Linked DNA regions of Mus musculus: region 1 is linked to region 2. The links are chromatin contacts, called in public promoter capture Hi-C maps. All regions are on one chromosome and are shown on one strand. The core of a region is the stretch at or near the end of the contact, and the rest is flanking DNA. Distances in the headings are between cores, read along the strand shown.

Evidence for each region. Promoter capture Hi-C pulls out the DNA fragments that hold promoters and counts their contacts.
Region 1: a promoter capture Hi-C map of 3T3-L1-derived adipocytes shows a contact between it and region 2, with 2.8 times the contacts expected there. The contact joins the enhancer-like site here to the promoter of Otof in region 2. A contact is called at or near these places in 26 of 39 promoter capture datasets (the 3T3-L1 cell line, 3T3-L1-derived adipocytes, the C10 cell line and 16 more), 3 of 15 datasets of contacts at CTCF or cohesin (embryonic stem cells and stem cell-derived epiblast-like cells), 10 of 484 Hi-C or Micro-C datasets (the C10 cell line, cerebral cortex, cortical neurons and 4 more), 5 of 115 datasets of contacts at active chromatin or transcription factors (embryonic forebrain, embryonic stem cells and kidney) and 4 of 9 other capture datasets (embryonic stem cells, liver, macrophages and 1 more).

Annotation. Positions count from the first base shown.
Region 1 is chr5:30,622,966-30,630,521 of GRCm38.p6, reverse strand. Kcnk3 (potassium channel, subfamily K, member 3) reads right to left here. Exons shown (of 2, transcript NM_010608.2): 2 at 5,252-7,556. Among named protein-coding and RNA genes, the nearest start is that of Mir5625, 21 kb to the left of the region's middle. Within about 2 kb of position 4,026, at least 13 of the 459 cell types and tissues checked have an H3K27ac peak or open chromatin away from gene starts, as enhancers often do. A contact at or near this core is called in 3T3-L1-derived adipocytes, where this site is marked.
Region 2 is chr5:30,456,187-30,463,995 of GRCm38.p6, reverse strand. It overlaps Otof (otoferlin), which reads left to right and starts at 2,064. Exons shown (of 47, transcript NM_001286421.1): 1 at 2,064-2,276. The coding sequence starts at 2,198.

The DNA of each region.
Region 1 (7,556 bases), core at 2,777-5,276, 160 kb before region 2:
CTTGGTCTGTCCTGGGAGCAGGGAAAATACCAGTGCTCAGTGGATTTGATGGAAGTTTCCAACTGAGCTAGACTGGATGAGGGACCTCTCTACACCAAAGAAAAACACAAATCTTTGTGACTGGCCCTCTATGTCCTTCAAAAGACAGGAACAAGAGGTACAAACCAGGCTAGTGTTAAGCCCTGAAGGGAAGATGAACAAACCACCTAGCAGCCCTGTTTCTTCCTCCTTGTGGTCCTCCAGGCATAGACTGTGCAGTATCCTATTACAGAAGGGCCATGGGGTTTTCAATAGTAGCACAATGCATTTGGGTCCATCACCTTCCATTTCCCATGACAGGAGCTCCTCTAGTTAGGGATCCTGGTATTTCTCAGTAGCCCAGCAAAGCCCTTTGCTTTTTTCTCCCTACCATCGACATTGAATCTAGTGTTTCCCTAAAGGTCACAAGATGGCTGCCACAGTTCTGAAGGGTACACAGATCTGTCTAGTCAAAGTATAGGGCATATTTCTATTCCTCTGATGCCTTCTTATAGGAAAAAGGCCTTTCCCAGTAGTCCCACTGAAGCCATCCCTGAAGAGCCCCAAACTGAGACAGGACCTAATGTTGAGGTCACTGGGATCAGCTGAATCCCTGCAGGGGCCTGGGTTCAGGGAAGGAGGAGCCTCTGAGAGATGTCAGCAGTCTGTCATCAGGCAGAAGGTTGCAGAAATGGCTCTTGCTTCGGTAGTCCACTGAGTCTGCCACAATGACCCTCATGATGAGCTCTTGGTGGGCCGTGAAGTCAGTGGAGGCAGCATCTGAATGTTTGCCTTGTGTTCCTAATGGGAATGGCTTTCAAAGCAGAAGAGGGGATGAGTGTCTGTGTGGCACAGCAAGCTCCTGGGTAGGAGAAACAAGAAAGCTGTCCTTGAGAAAGGGGTCAGGCTGATGGGGGCATCCAGGTGTATACTTACAGGAAAGGGAAAGAAACAACTGGGTATTTGACCCAAGAAAGCCTGGAGGTTCCTGTCCCTGTGGAGAGCCACTTTGACTTGTTTGGATGAAAGCATCTGCTGTCCAGTGACAGCCTCAAAACACAGCTGTTGTCTCAGTGGAAGGAAGACATGATGGTCCTTAGAGTTAACACATAGTGGGAGATGGAGTCACTCAGAGCATGGGGTCCTGTGGGCTGGGCTGTTCAGCAGATTCTTGCTTGGGAAGGGCTAAGCAGCAAGGTTGTGGTTCATGGGAGGGCTGAGCTCAGTCCCAGGTCCTAGAAGGCACATCCTCTTCCATCTTTGAGAAGGGCCAGAAGACATCTTTACACAGGGCCCCCAGCAGGTAAATGCCTAAAGCTTTGTTGTTCCTCAAATTAAGGCAAGGCAGAACTCTTCACTTAAAGAGTGGGTAAAGCCCAGAGCGAGGCCAGAGGGCCTGGCAGACTCTCTACCCTGGGACAGTTCTGCTCTCCAGGGTTGGATCCTCACAGTCTATTGGCCCAAAGTCTCTCAGCCCTGATGTTGGAGAGTTCAAATCTCAGGACTTCTGGGACTTCAGTCTGATCCCGGAATGAGATCACAGCATTCCATGACTGTGTATGGCCTGTGTACAGGTACCCTATTCCTGGGAGCAAGAACTGTGGTAGATGAAGACGTGTAGAGGTGGCCAATGAATGTAGGGTCAGAGGTGTGATTTTTGTTCCCTCCTGCTGAGGGCAGAGATTGTTGGCTGGACATTTCACGGACAGGGTGAAGTACGTGAAGAGTCCCTTACACTCTGTCCCTATTTGCCAATGAATTCTTGGAACTGTGTCCACCTGGATCCTCCTTAAGCTTGGGACCTTGTCCAGCCACCAGAAAGCTGTAAACAACAGGGCACTGGCTGTCTCAGATCCCTTAGGACCTGACTGCTGTTCTGGCCCAGCACAGCAGCCACTAAGGAGACACTTTAGGCTCTGCTCAGTGCCTCTGATACTGAGTTCTGTGACCTTGGTCACAAGGCAAGACCTTTATCTTTCTGATGAGGGTGTCAATTCTTGCCTAACTTACAGTGTTGTCCTTGTGGTCAAATGCTGTTGATGTAGACTCTCCAGGTGTGTGCATCACTGACTAGAGGGGATCAAAGAGACCAGTACCATCAGAATCCCATCTATGAGTCCTCTATGCAGCTGGGAGACAAGGGGATGTGAGTCTTCTAGTTTGTCCAGATGTGATGTAAATTTCCAGCATAAAAGTGACTCAACTCCAGGATTAGAACTTTCCTCCAAAGTCAGAGCAGAGGGGCCAGGGTTCTGAGCTTGTGCATGCTCTTGTGTGCATGTGTGCATGTGAGTCTATGTGTCTGAATATGTGTGTGTGAATTACACACTCTTGTGTGTATGTGCATGAGAGTCTGTGTGTCTGAATATGTATGTGTGTGTGTGTGTGTGTGTGTGTGTGTGTGTGTGTGTGTGTGTGTGTGAATTGGGTGTGTACATGTTGACAAGCCAGGTTCTGTGGCTACTAACCCTGGCTGTGCCAGTATCTTGTTTCATGAGCTTGGATCTATCATTTCTTTTCTGTGAATCCAGTTCCTTTTCTCTGAAAGGTGGGCGCTGGTCCTCCGATCTGGGCACCTGCTTCACATACGTCTATTTCTCGATGTCCTTTGGCAAGGGTGGGGGGAGAAGCTGGAGGGCAGTTGCTTCAGCCACAGGGGGACACTGAGTCCACCCAAGGCTGGGCTTGTTAGGCTGTGGAGGAGAGGGAGCCTTGGTCTCATACTCTTCAATGGCCAGACCTTTTCTAATGACAGTGACCACTGCCAGGCAGTGAGCAATATGATGAGTGAGGGCACGAGCTTCATCCACCAACATTAGCCCTGGTTCCATGTTCAGCTTTGCTATCAACTCCCTGCCTGCTGTTAGACCAGTGGGCTGGCTGCTCTGAACCTTTTTTTTTTTTGGTACATAATGAGCTTTGCTAGTGTGTATTTCATGTTGTTAGAGCTGCCAGTTACAGATGACTTACCAATTATTAAAGTTTATATTTACCTGTTTGTTTATTAATTCATTCATTTATTGAGAACTTTATGTAACCCAGGATGACCTTGAACTTGCTATGTAGCCCAGGATGACCTTGAACTTCTGATCCTTCTACCTTTATCTCCCAAGTGCTGGGATTATAGGCATGTGACGCCTTTAGGCAGTGCTAGAGATCAAGCATTGGCTTTGTGCATGCTAGGCAAGTACTCTACCAACTGAGCTACATCCACAGACCCTAGTTGGGGATAAGAGGGAAGGATAAGACCTACTTCCCTATCAGTGATATTGTGACAGCCGAGGAGGTCCCCAAGTGTGCCCTGGGAAGTCTGGGAAGTATCAGGCCAACAGAGGATCTGGTATGGAATGAGTTTGAGTGTTACTCAAAACGAGCAGTGGTTTCGCTGCAGGTCTTCTAAAAACTTTTACTAAGCTTAGAGTTTTGTGGAGTTCAGACAGTGGTGATGTGTGCATCCTTCTTCCAAATTCATTAGAGCAAGGACTACCCTTCTCTTCCTTCTTGGTGTTTTGAGACAGGCTATATGCAGGCTGGCCTCAAACTCATGCCAATCTCCCTGCCTTAGCCTTCTGAATTGGAGATTGCAGGCATGAGTCACCAAGCCCAACTTAGCACCTCCCCTATGAGCGGCCACTGGCTTGCTTAGAGAGGAGCTGCCATTGCATCCCTCTTTTCTCTTGGCTCCCAGGAAGCTTATTCCCATTGACTCTCACCCAAATCCCAGTGCTGGTGGGAACTTCAGACATTTGCTCCCGTTCCCTCTCCTCTGCAGGCTTTCAACGTCCATTTTCCTGTGTCTTTCAGTTCAGGCAGCCTCAGAGGTGAGGAGGTTGGGGGCATGTGGGGGGGGCACTGACAGTGTCTGGACACGAAGATCCTGTGTTAGTGCTGAGCTCTGGGTAGCTCTGGGTGGGACTGGGGTGCAGGCCCCCTCTAGGAATCCCTGCAACATCTGTTTGTGATACTTTGTCCAGGGCGATGTTGAAAGTAGGGCAAGAGCCATGTTTGTGTCCCGCAAAGCACTGCTTAGGAAAGTCCAAGTGACCATGTGCTGGACACCACTGACCTCCAGAAGGACTCACCTCTGCTGACGCTGTATCTCATAGAGCTGAGCAGCAAACCTTTGGGCTTTGATTAAGACGAAGTAGTCTTAGGAGTGGATGAGCCAGGTTTTTACTGTGCCCAAACAGAGGCCAGTAGATTACCAAGAAACATGCCATAGAACCTGCCTGCTGTTACTTCAAGGGATGCCTAGAGATTCATCCCAGGGAGGCTGGTGTGTCCTGGAAAGGGCACAGGTTTTCTTTGAACCCAGAACCTCTCCACAAATATGTCCTATCTCTCTAGTTGGTCTAAGTAGATAGAAGGAAAGATTAAGGGAATGTGTCTCTAGCCCAGGTCCTTGTTTCTCTAGCATGTCTTTATCTGTGAGTAAAGGGAATCAACCAAATAGGTCCCAGGTGGCATTTAAAACAAGGAATAGAACGGATATGCACACCCTGAATGTGGTAGGGTGGTTGTGAGTCATGGCGTGCAGACAGATTTTGGTGCCAAAGGTATTACTATGGTTCATGCTTAGGGAAGCCTGGATACCCTTGGCTAGTTGAGTCAGGTGTTGGTACCAACTGGGCACAGTGCATCTGCTTTCTATATATCTGTCTTGGGCTCTAGGGTCCATCCCCAAGCATGTGCTACTCTAGACCATGAGTAGCACACCCTAAGAAAAGGTATTTGTGATGTGCCCATCTTTGAAAGTGATATTAGTGTGTGTGTGTGTGTTGTGTCCATCAGGCTACTGGGGTCAGGGAGGAGCTGAGGTCACCCCTGGAGGCTGGGGCATGTCCTGTTTGACTCTGCAGTCAGCTGAGGAGACAAAGTGGGGAGTCACCAGCTTTGCTTCTTATCCTACCTAGGTTGCCATTCATGGCTGTGTGACTCAGGGCAAGTTACTTGCCCTCGTTGGCCTCGTTTACTTGTGTACAGAGGGAGGAAAGGGCCCAGTCATTTCTAAGGTCCTGTTCTCACAGTCTGTTCCAGGAAGACGGAATCTTCTGAGCTCTGGATCTTTTGAGAAAATCCTAAGTGAAGCCAGGCTTCACTCCCAGGTTTCTACACAAGAAACCTGCACCCAAAGCAGTCTGAGAAGCCCCAGGGGAACGCACTAGGTGAGTGGTGGGACAGGGTGACAGGGTGACAGGGTGAATGACTAATGACAGAGGAGCGGGAACCAGAGCCTGGTCTCCATGGACAGCATTTATTAGGCGCCATTCTCAGTGTGAAGACAGATGGGCAGGAGCTGCTGAAAAGGGGGCCAGGGCAGCCACAGCCTGGGGACTTAGGGGCTGCCCGGGTGGGTGTGGGGATGTCACCCACACATATTGCATATTCTGTGGCAGTGTGCCCAGGCATAAGGCATTGGGGAAGCAGAAAGGCTGCCTGCATGGGAGGGGGTGAGACAGGAAGTGACAGTGGCCTTCTAGTTCCCTAGGCAAAGACCCTACAGGAGACCAGCAGTCCCCCATGCTTAGACCCTAGGGCCACTCTGCTGCCTTCCCCACCCTCTCTGTAACTTTGGTTGTGGCTCCCTCGGATCTGACGGGACTTGACCCCTCGAGGGCAGGGTCACACACAGGACAGAGGCAGCCAGCACTGCCTCCAGCCCAACATAAACACAGACAGCACCTCTCCAGCTGCTGGGTTCCATTCCCCCTTGACACAGGGGCCAGCTCCTCCACACGGACATGGGATACACACAGGCCAGATTCCTTCCACCTAAGGATTTCCCAGGACCTGGAGGACATGGTGGGGCTCTCTCTCTACCTCCCCAAATGGTCACATTGGCCTTACTCAGCAGTATGGAGCTAGGCCTGGGAACAGTGAGCAGAAGGCAGCTCTGCAGGGGAAAGGTTTCCCTTTTCATGGTACTGGGAATAAAACTTGGGGCTATACCCATAGCCCCACACATACCCTTCTGTTGTCCTGGTTTCCACCTCCAGCTTGTCCCCAGTAGCAAGCCACCCTCCACTGGGTTGCAGGTAGAGGAGGTAGAAGGCATAGCAGGCCCAATACCTCCTTCCCTCCAGAGGGGTGTTCCTGGCTGCAGTGGAAGTTACTCTAGCAACTTAGGATGCATTTATCCTGGCTTCTAGGCCAGGGAAAACGTCCCAGGATATACCTGTCAGCTGTCTGGGCTGCTCTGCCCAGTCCCTGAACTCTCAAGAGTGCCAACTGCTGGCTTGTAGTCCATGAGACTCAGTCCTTCTTACCTTGGTCCCAAGGACTTCCCTGCTTGTGAACAGAGACAAGGGTCCATTTAGAGCCTCAGTCTCTGGGCTAAAGAGTACCAGAGGCAGAGCCCTGGCAGTGGCTCAGGCTGGGGCTTTTGATTCTGGTTTAAACCCCAGCTGCCTACACAAAGCTGGGGTGTTGCCTGCAGGGGCTTCGCTTCTGAGGGCAGGCTGAGCCTGAAGAAAGAGCACTTGGGCTGGGAACAAGCCGGCAGGCTGTTCCCCTTCAAGACACCCCGGGCAAGTAAAAAAAAAAATTTTTTTTTTTTTACCTGTTTTCCTCTTCTGAAAAATGGCCATAAGAACTGCCCAGGTGACTTAACTAGAGTGTTATTACACTCAAATGAATACGGAGGTGGCACAGGGTTTCTGGGACAAAAAAACAAAAAACAAAAAAACAAACAAACAAAAAAAAACAACCTATGGACGAGTGAATGAGCAGCTGCAGCCAGGGACAGCAAAGGGGAGTCCATGTTTTAGATTCCAAGGGCAGTCCTGAAGGCTGGAGTCTCTCAGGAGCCCCTGAGAATGTTCCCAGACTCCAGGTGGCTCACCTACAGATGTCCACCCCGCAGAGGTGGAAGCCACAGTTTCTGCACACACTCTGCTCTAACATCTGTGGCCTGCCCTTTTTTTTTCTTCTTCTTTTTTTTTTTTTTCTTTCTTTCTTTTTTATCTTGCCCTCTGGGGACTAGCTTTAGGGGCTGCTGGGGTTTCCTTTTTTTTTTTTTTCTTCCATAACTGCATAGCCATGCAAAAAACAGAAGGGAGTGGACACGTAAGGTAGTGGAAGGCTGGGAGACATGGCTGGGGATGAAAGCCAGGTGGGACTGAGTGGGGGTGACCTGGACAAAAACACCTTGGGCTTTGGAGAACCCAGAGGAGGTGTAAGTAGAAGAGAGAGAGAGAAGGAGGGAGGGAGGGAGGGAGAGAGAGAGAGAGAGAGAGAGAGAGAGAGAGAGAGAGAGAACCAAACCAAAACAGAAAACAGAAAACAAAACCCGAGAACATTAGTTCCCTCCGGAGGTGAGGGGTCTGGGGCCCCCGTAGGGCCTCTGAGGACTGGGGGCTTCTCAGCAGCTCCCCGTGGCTGCTTTCCGGGCTCCCCACCCCCTAAGTTTCACATTTCTCGGAATTCTTCGGCTCCGATGGGGGCTCCAGGGGTCCTCAGAGCCCCGCCTCCTGCTGGCTAGTGATAGCCTGCACAGTTGGAGATTTAGGGGCTGGGGAAGAGTAGAGGTGGTGGTGGTG
Region 2 (7,809 bases), core at 815-3,314:
TGAGGTTACTCCACTGAGGGATTCTGAGGGATGCTATGCTGTGAACGTCTAGTACCTTCTCTCTTTAAACTTTCAAACCTGCTTATTACATCTATCTATCTATCTATCTATCTATCTATCTATCTATCTATCCATCCACCCACCCATCCACCCATCCATTATCTATCTATCTATCTATCTATCTATCTATCTATCTATCTATCTATTTAAGTGGAGAGGACATGTCCCCCACCCCACCCCCAGAAGGGCATGTACTACAGCCCACAGAAGAGCAGTTTATCCTTGTCTACCATGTGTGTCCCAGGGATCAAACTCCAGTCGCCAGGCTGAGCCGTAGGAGCCCTTACCTGCTGAGCCATCCCACCAGCCCAAAGCCTGAAGACTCTCTTAGACAGGCCCCTGAGCTTCCAAGCCCTGTCAGTATTAGTTGGACATCTTGCCATGTCTTGAACACTAGATGCCCTGTGAAGATCTCGAGTGAAAAGCATCAGTGGGGGAGATCCATGTAGCAACCCCAGGCCAGTGATACCTGGATCAGGAGCCACTGAAAGGGGGTCCCAAAGTCCACCTGAGTGAGGGTGCAGAGTCACCCCTGGGGATAAGCCGCTGAGACCAGGAGGCAGGGACAAGATGGGGGACCCCTACCAAGAGTGAGCCGCAAAAGCAACGGCTTAGAATCCAGCCCCCAGCACTCCTTTCCCTACAAGCCCTTCCCGAAAGAGCAGACTTCTGCTGTTCCTTGGATATCCCTCTACAGATATCCCTCTGCTACCTCTAGCCACTGACTAGAGCAGGGAGCAAGATGGTTGTCCTCTCACTGAAAACTACTCATCAATAGTGTCGCCTCCTCCAGTTCTTTGTCTCCAGCCTGGGATGGGTAGGTTGGTGCCCTGACTCTTACAAGTTTCCTACCTAGCACAGTAGCCCCTGTGACCTCTCATTAGGGCTTCCCTAGTCACAGTCTCTCATTTCAGGACCAGCTGCCTGAAATTCAAAACTATGACCCAAGAACAGAGCATTAGAGCCTAGCATCCCAAGGGCACAAACAGTGCAGGACCAGGCATCAATGCATTGTCACTTCTGATGCTCCTATATAATAGGGGCCAGTCCTTGGGGACCTCCTTCAAACTGCCTTATAGAAGCTGCTGCTCTCCAGACTGTGTGTGTGTGTGTGTGTGTGTGTGTGTGTGTGTGTGTGTGTGTGTGTGTGTATGTGTGTGTGTGTGTAGTGTGTAGATATACAGATGTGTTTATGTTTATGTGTGGAAGCCTAGGGTCAACTTCAGTTGTCTTCCTTATTTATTTATCTGACTTGTTTATTTAAAGACGGGTCTCTTTAGCAAACCTGGAGCTTCTCCATTCAGATAGCTCCGCTGCCATTAAACTCCAGGGGTTCTCCTGTCTCCACCTTTCTGCCACCGCAGAGCTGGGTTAGAAGCCCTTGCCCCTGCACCGGTCTTTACCATAGACTCTGGAATCTAAACTCAGATCTTCATGCTCCTGTGGCAGACACTTTACCTACTGAGGCATCTCCTTTGCCCTCGGCTGAGGCACAGCATGATTTATCCAGAGCAGTCAGGTCTGTCCCGTCCATGATCTCCAAGCCTTCTGAGCATCCACAACCCTGGTGATTAGCTAGACACATCAAGAGACATCGTGGATACTGCCCAAGAGACCAGTGCCCCATTCAAGCTCAGACAGTGAAGTTCCAGATCCCCATGAGAAGTGGCCTGACCCCTCATCTGCCCATCTGCATGCCCTCTGCAATCTGTTGGCTCTGAGTGGCACAGCTTGCTCTGCCCTGCCAAGTGGCAGGAGCTTCCATTCCAGGAGCTGGCAGGAGACACCTGAAGCCGGACAGGGCTTTATCTCGGAGCTGGTGCTGCTGAATAATGGATTCAGCATGCGTTCCTGGGCTCCTGCACACACTCACTCACACACACACACACACACACACACACACACACACACACACGCGCGCTACACACATGCTGGGCTGACAACCCAGAGGGGCGGGGCTGCCGGGGCTGCACAGCTCTGATGAGCTGAAGGAGCAGCTTGCTTTGGTTGCCTTGGTCTCTGTGGGCAGCAGCAGGAGGAGGCGGCAGCAGCCAGAGAAGAGGGAGGCGTGTGAGCCACACTCCACCAGCGAGCTTCTTCCCGCTGCTCTGGAACTGCCCAGGCTCTCCCCACCAGCATGGCCCTGATTGTTCACCTCAAGACTGTCTCAGAGCTCCGAGGCAAAGGTGACCGGATTGCCAAAGTCACTTTCCGAGGTAAGGTAGCCCCTGTCTCAGGAGGGTGCCAGTTCTGCAAGCAGGCTCAGCCCATATTCTGTGAGCTGATAGGGACGGGAGAGGACAAGGAGGAGGGATGGCACTGTAGCTACAAGGCTTCTTAAGAGTGCCCACCTGTCCCTGGCCTGACTAGCCTTTAAGTTTCATATGATCCCCGCTAGGCCAACCCGCCAGGGTCCTGGCAGAGTACAGATTCTTGGCTTAATGAGGGGTCCATCCCTGTGGTCACACAGACCCAGGACTAAGGGCCCCAGGCTAGCACCTTCCTGGGACCCCTTTTCTACCACTACTCCCAGACTGGCTTCTGTCTGCTGAAAAGGAGTCTATGCCTGAAAAGACCAGAGTGGCTAGTAGAAACCATGGCAGCCAGTGGTACTCTGCCCTCCAGCGTGGTGAGGATGCTGTTGGCTTTTCTAGACCTTCTGTTTCTGGACAGGAACATTATTCTGACCTTTCCTCTGTGGACTCCTCTTAGCTTTCTTCAGCTTGTATATTATGACCTATTGTGTACCAAATCTGGAGGGCTAGAAATGTGAGGATGAGTGTAAGGCAGGCCCTGTCCTAAAGAGCCACATCTGGTGGGGTAGGGGAAACAGTTAGCAGGCAGGCACAAGTATGTGATGACAAGCAGAAGGGGACCTGATTATCCTAACCAAGACTGGGAGCAAGCAGTCAGAGAAGGCTTCCAGGAGGAGGCAATGCTCAGCTGCTGGCTGAGAGATCAGCAGAGGGAGCAAGCAAAGGGAAGGATGGCGTGGGGGAATTAGGAACAGTGATCCCCAAGGCTGGGAACAGAGCTGGAGAAAGGAGAGACAGAGGCTACGTGAGCTGGAGCTCAGAGTGGAGACAGAAGCTGGGCTCCAAAGAGCCAAGGAGCTGAAGCTGGACTTCGGCCAGGGTATCTGGCAGCCCCTAAGGATCAAGTAGAGAAACACAAGGTCGGGCTCATCTCTGTGCCCACCCACCCCTGCAAAATTCAGCCTGCCTAGCCACTTTGACCAGGGTCAAGGTGCCATTCTCCCATGTGGCGCCATTCCCACCCCCAGGGGTCACAGGGAAGGAACTATATAACCCAGGATGTACACTGTCCCTGAACGTCTGCCAGGAGGGAGCTACGAGACAGGGCAAGTCAGTAGACATCCCAGTGGGAGTCTCCAGGTGCCCTGTGTCACCCACTCAGGCCCTGGGCTCTCTGCCTGCAACCAGCTGTTCACAGAGCAGGTGGAAGTTCCAGCCATGTCTTCTGGCAGGAGCAAGGCAGGCAGAAGTGACCAGAGAGTGGGCTGGACCACCTACTGCATTGCCGGCCACCCCAGTGGCTGCTTTTTCCGCAGTAGCCTAGCTCTTTGTGTGCCACCTGCTGGCTTGTGCTGGCTTGTGCTGGCTTTAGAACAAGTACATCCCTGGGTTCCACACACAGCCCTGGGCCTGATTCTTAGCCCTAGGTTACTTGGTGGCTACAGTTGTAACACCACAGACCCGACCAAGCAGGGCCTGTCTCCTTCCCAAAAAGAGAAACCAGGGTCCAGAGAGCCGACCAGTGAGTTAGTGAGGGATAGGGACAGTGGCCCAACTGTCATGGCTTCATCCTGGCCACCCAGTCCTGTAATCTCTTCTGTCTCCTCCAGGGCCCACAAGGAGTGGGCATCCTGAACAAAAGAGACTCATAGACTTTTTTTTCTCTTCGCAGAGGGCAGTGTTAGGAAGTTGAACCCAGGGTCTCCCACATGCTACATAAGCTCTCCCCTGCTGAACCATGTGTGTACCTCCCCTTTCCAGTCTTCAGTTCACTCTATAGCCCAGGCACGCCTGGAGCACACACTCCTCTTGCCTCAGCCTCTACGGTAGCTGAGACTACGGCCTGCCCACCAGGACCAGCTTTTACCTCTTCCTTTGAGCTGCCAGGGCAAACACCCTTGAATCAGGCTGTTTGTAACCCATGCTCTCCTCATAGTCAGAGGTAGAGCTTTTGGGGCAAGAAGTGAGGGGCGGGCAGTAGCAACAAGAAAAACTGCAGTCAGATCTCCAGAGTGAATGCTCAGACATTCCCAGCAGGTGGTAACTATGGGCACCCCCAAAACAACAGCTAACATTGACATTTCAGAGGGAACTGACCAGCAGTGCATGCCTTTCTTACATCTACAGTCCATGTTTAAACCACACTGCATTGGGGGTAAATTAGAAAATAGAGCTCCCTGCCCCCATCTCTCCAAAACCCTCAAATGAGGCCCTCAGCAGATGGGGTGGTGGGCCAGCATGGGAGCTAAGGGTGAAGGAGAGGAAGGTCCTGCCCTGAGGAGCTGCAGGGCAACAAAGAGGCATGGACTCCACCCTGCCTCACCCAGCATGGCCGGCCTGGGCCTCCCAGCAGCAAATTGGAAACAGTCGCCCCACTGCATGGAGGGGCCTCCTGCCTGCAGGAGCTGGCTCAGGAGCAGGACAGGTGCAGAATGCTTGCCGGATTCCAGTTTCTCTGCTCTTACTTCAACTCAAGTAATCACCAGAGCCACAGAACACAGGGTGGGAGCTGTCTGTCTGTCTGTCTTCTGCCTTGTGCTCAGCCCCTGTGACCTCCCCAGCCCTCCGCTGCCAGATCCCAGTGGTAGCTTGTCTCTCTACACTCCTCCCCTGAGCGTTCTTGCCACAGCACAAGGCTGAGAATCCTCCAGACTTCCACTTATTCACCTGGCCCGCCTGCTGGTACGGAGGTCTTCTGTAGCGAGGCTTCCTGTGGGGTTTCATCTTTACACCCCTCCCCACACCCCAGCTTCCGTCCTACTACACTGAATGCTGATCCCCAAGGTGCCAAGGGCGTCGCGCCTGAGACTGTGTACTTCTTTGTTAAAGAATGGCCCCCATTCTCCGCCTTACAAATGTCCATCTTGTGCGTACTTCAAGGCTCACTAGTGTGCCACCTCCTCCAGGAAGTCTTCCCCTCCCTTCCACATCCTGTACACCCTCTTGTAGCTCTGCCATAGTTTCCCCGTGGGCACAGGTCACACTCTGTGAGCTGTGCTACCTCCTGAGGACCCTCAAGGTAGAGAGCAGATCTCAGCTGAGCTGCTAAGCAGCCACCATAAGAAATTCCCTCGTTCTCTGAGGTCTCTAGACTTTTTGTTTATTTGTTGGTGTTTTGAGACAGGATCTCATGTAGCCCAGGCTGGCCTTGAACTCTCTGAAGCTGAGGATGACAGGACTACAAACACACAGTACCATGTACCACACTTTTCACTGTTGAATGGGCTTAACGTCTTCACTGCCACTCCTTCCCTGTCACTCCTTGGCTTAGCTCAACTGTAAATGTCTCCAGAACTTGGTGCTATAGGATATACCCAGATGAAAAGAGATCTCAGGAGCCAAGAGCTGAGAACACCAGCTCTATCAACCTTCCTTCTATCAGCCGCTAGCTCCGAGAAGCTTCAGGGACCAGGAGGAAGGCTGACTTCATCCTTCAGCAAATGTTGGGGGTGGTCTAACCCAGTCCATGTCACTCAGAGCCCCAGCAGTCAGGGAGTGCTTCCTGTAAGGGGAGGGAAGGTTGGCCTAGAGAAGCAGGTCCTAGCTGGGTCTGGATGCCATCTCTGCATACGTGGATACAGGACCCTTGAGGATGGGCTGTTGGAGACAAAGCTACTCTAGATGAGGGAGTGGAGTGGGCTCCCAGCCAGAACAGCTGGGAAGCCAGTACCGTGGCTAGAGGCAGGAGGATGGGGGTGAGTGTGCCCTAAGGACAAGTGTACCCTAGAGGCCTTGTTTGCTTGTTTGTTGGTTTGTTTTGTGACTATAACTTCTTTCTGGAACCACCTTTGTCATCATCCCCAGTAAGGGAGTCAGACTATCCAAGGCCCCCATCCTCAGCATTTCCCTGACTGCCTAGGCCATCCTAGCACCTCTGCTCTTGGAGAATGGGGCAGGTGTTCCTCTTCTGAAGGCAGAAGACAGAGGGGCTCCCTGAGAACAGCAGCTTTAGTCCATGCTGGTGTGGGCACAGTGCTGTGCTTTTGACATAGCTACAAGATTGCATCTTCAGCATCCTTCCATCCCTCCAACACACCTGGGGGACACCTGGGGACACCTTCTTGCCTAAATCCCAGGGTGTCGAGAGATCCTCCTTTTCTTCCTTCTCCTTCCACCCTCCTCCCCTTCCTCTTCTCTTCCCTCCTCCCACTCCCCTCCTCCTCCTCTTCTTCCTTCCCCTCCTTCCCCTCCTTTCCCTCCTCCTTCCCTTCCCCTCCTCCTCCCTCCTTCCCCCTCTCCTCCTCCTCCCCTTCCTCCTCCTCTTCTTCTTCTTCTTCCTCCCCCCTTTCCCCTGAGTAAGCCCAAGCAGATGCAGACCTGGTAGGGAGCAGATATTCCACCCAGAACGTTCCCTAGGCCCTCCTGCTTTGATACGGGAAGGTACTTTCATGCTATGAAAATGACTGTAAAATTATCTTCTGCTACAAAGGCACGCAATGAACACTGCTGGAAATGTCTGGAGAGAGCCAACCTGCAAACGATTCCCCAGAGCAGGAAGGCTCGCTTATCACGTCCATCTCTACTGGCAACAAAAAAGCTGCCTTCTCCTACCTACACCCACTCCATGGTCAGATAAAAAATACAATAAAAAGCTTCAAATATATACAAGAGGAGGGAGCATAATCGTTTGCAGTTTTGACACCCTCAGCTCACGGCCCATCGTGTTCATGATCCCCTTCTAATTCCCTCACGCCAATTATACTGGGGGGGAAAAATCCATCATTTCATCTAGAAACAGTCATAGATATAGAAAAAAAACACATATATTTTACTGTTCCTTAAAACTGAGCAATTTCCAGGTACTCAGTCCACGTCAGGTTCCTTCGTCTCCTCGATGTTATAATGTTTTCCAGCTCATGGAAAGCTTCTTTTAATGTGTCTTGTGAATCAAGTAGTTAATGATCCATTCACCCAGTCTGTCATTTATCCACAAACAGTATTTGAGAGCCATCCATGTGCCAAACATTGCTCTAGACCCTGGGGACCCTGTGCCAAACATTGCTCTAGACCCTGGGGACCCTGAGGGGACAGCAAAGAGGCCCTCGAGGGGGAAGGACAGCCCTGACCCCATCACTGAACATGCAGAGAATTGCAGAGGAGAAGGCACGGGTGTCAGGGCAGAGCACAGCCAGGGAAACAGGAGATTGGCAGCCCTGACAAGGCAGGACAGAGGCAGGAGGCAGTACCCATCCAGCCACCCTGCAGCCAGAACGGGTGGGGTCTGGGAGGGCCGGCAATGGAAGGGGGATATGCTGCCAGGAAGCTGACCCGAGTGCAGGTCAGAGAATCGCGGCAGGGACGAGCCTACAGAATAGACTAGTGTGGGGCTGGGAAGATGCCTCTATGGGCAAAGTGCTTGCTACACAAGAATTCAGAGCTCCAGAACCCCATGTTCATGGGAATACAAGGTAGGCTTGCCTGCAATTCCACCCTGGGACAGCAGAGGCAGAGATCCCCAGAGCAAGTTAGACATGGAGAATAGCCATATGAGTGA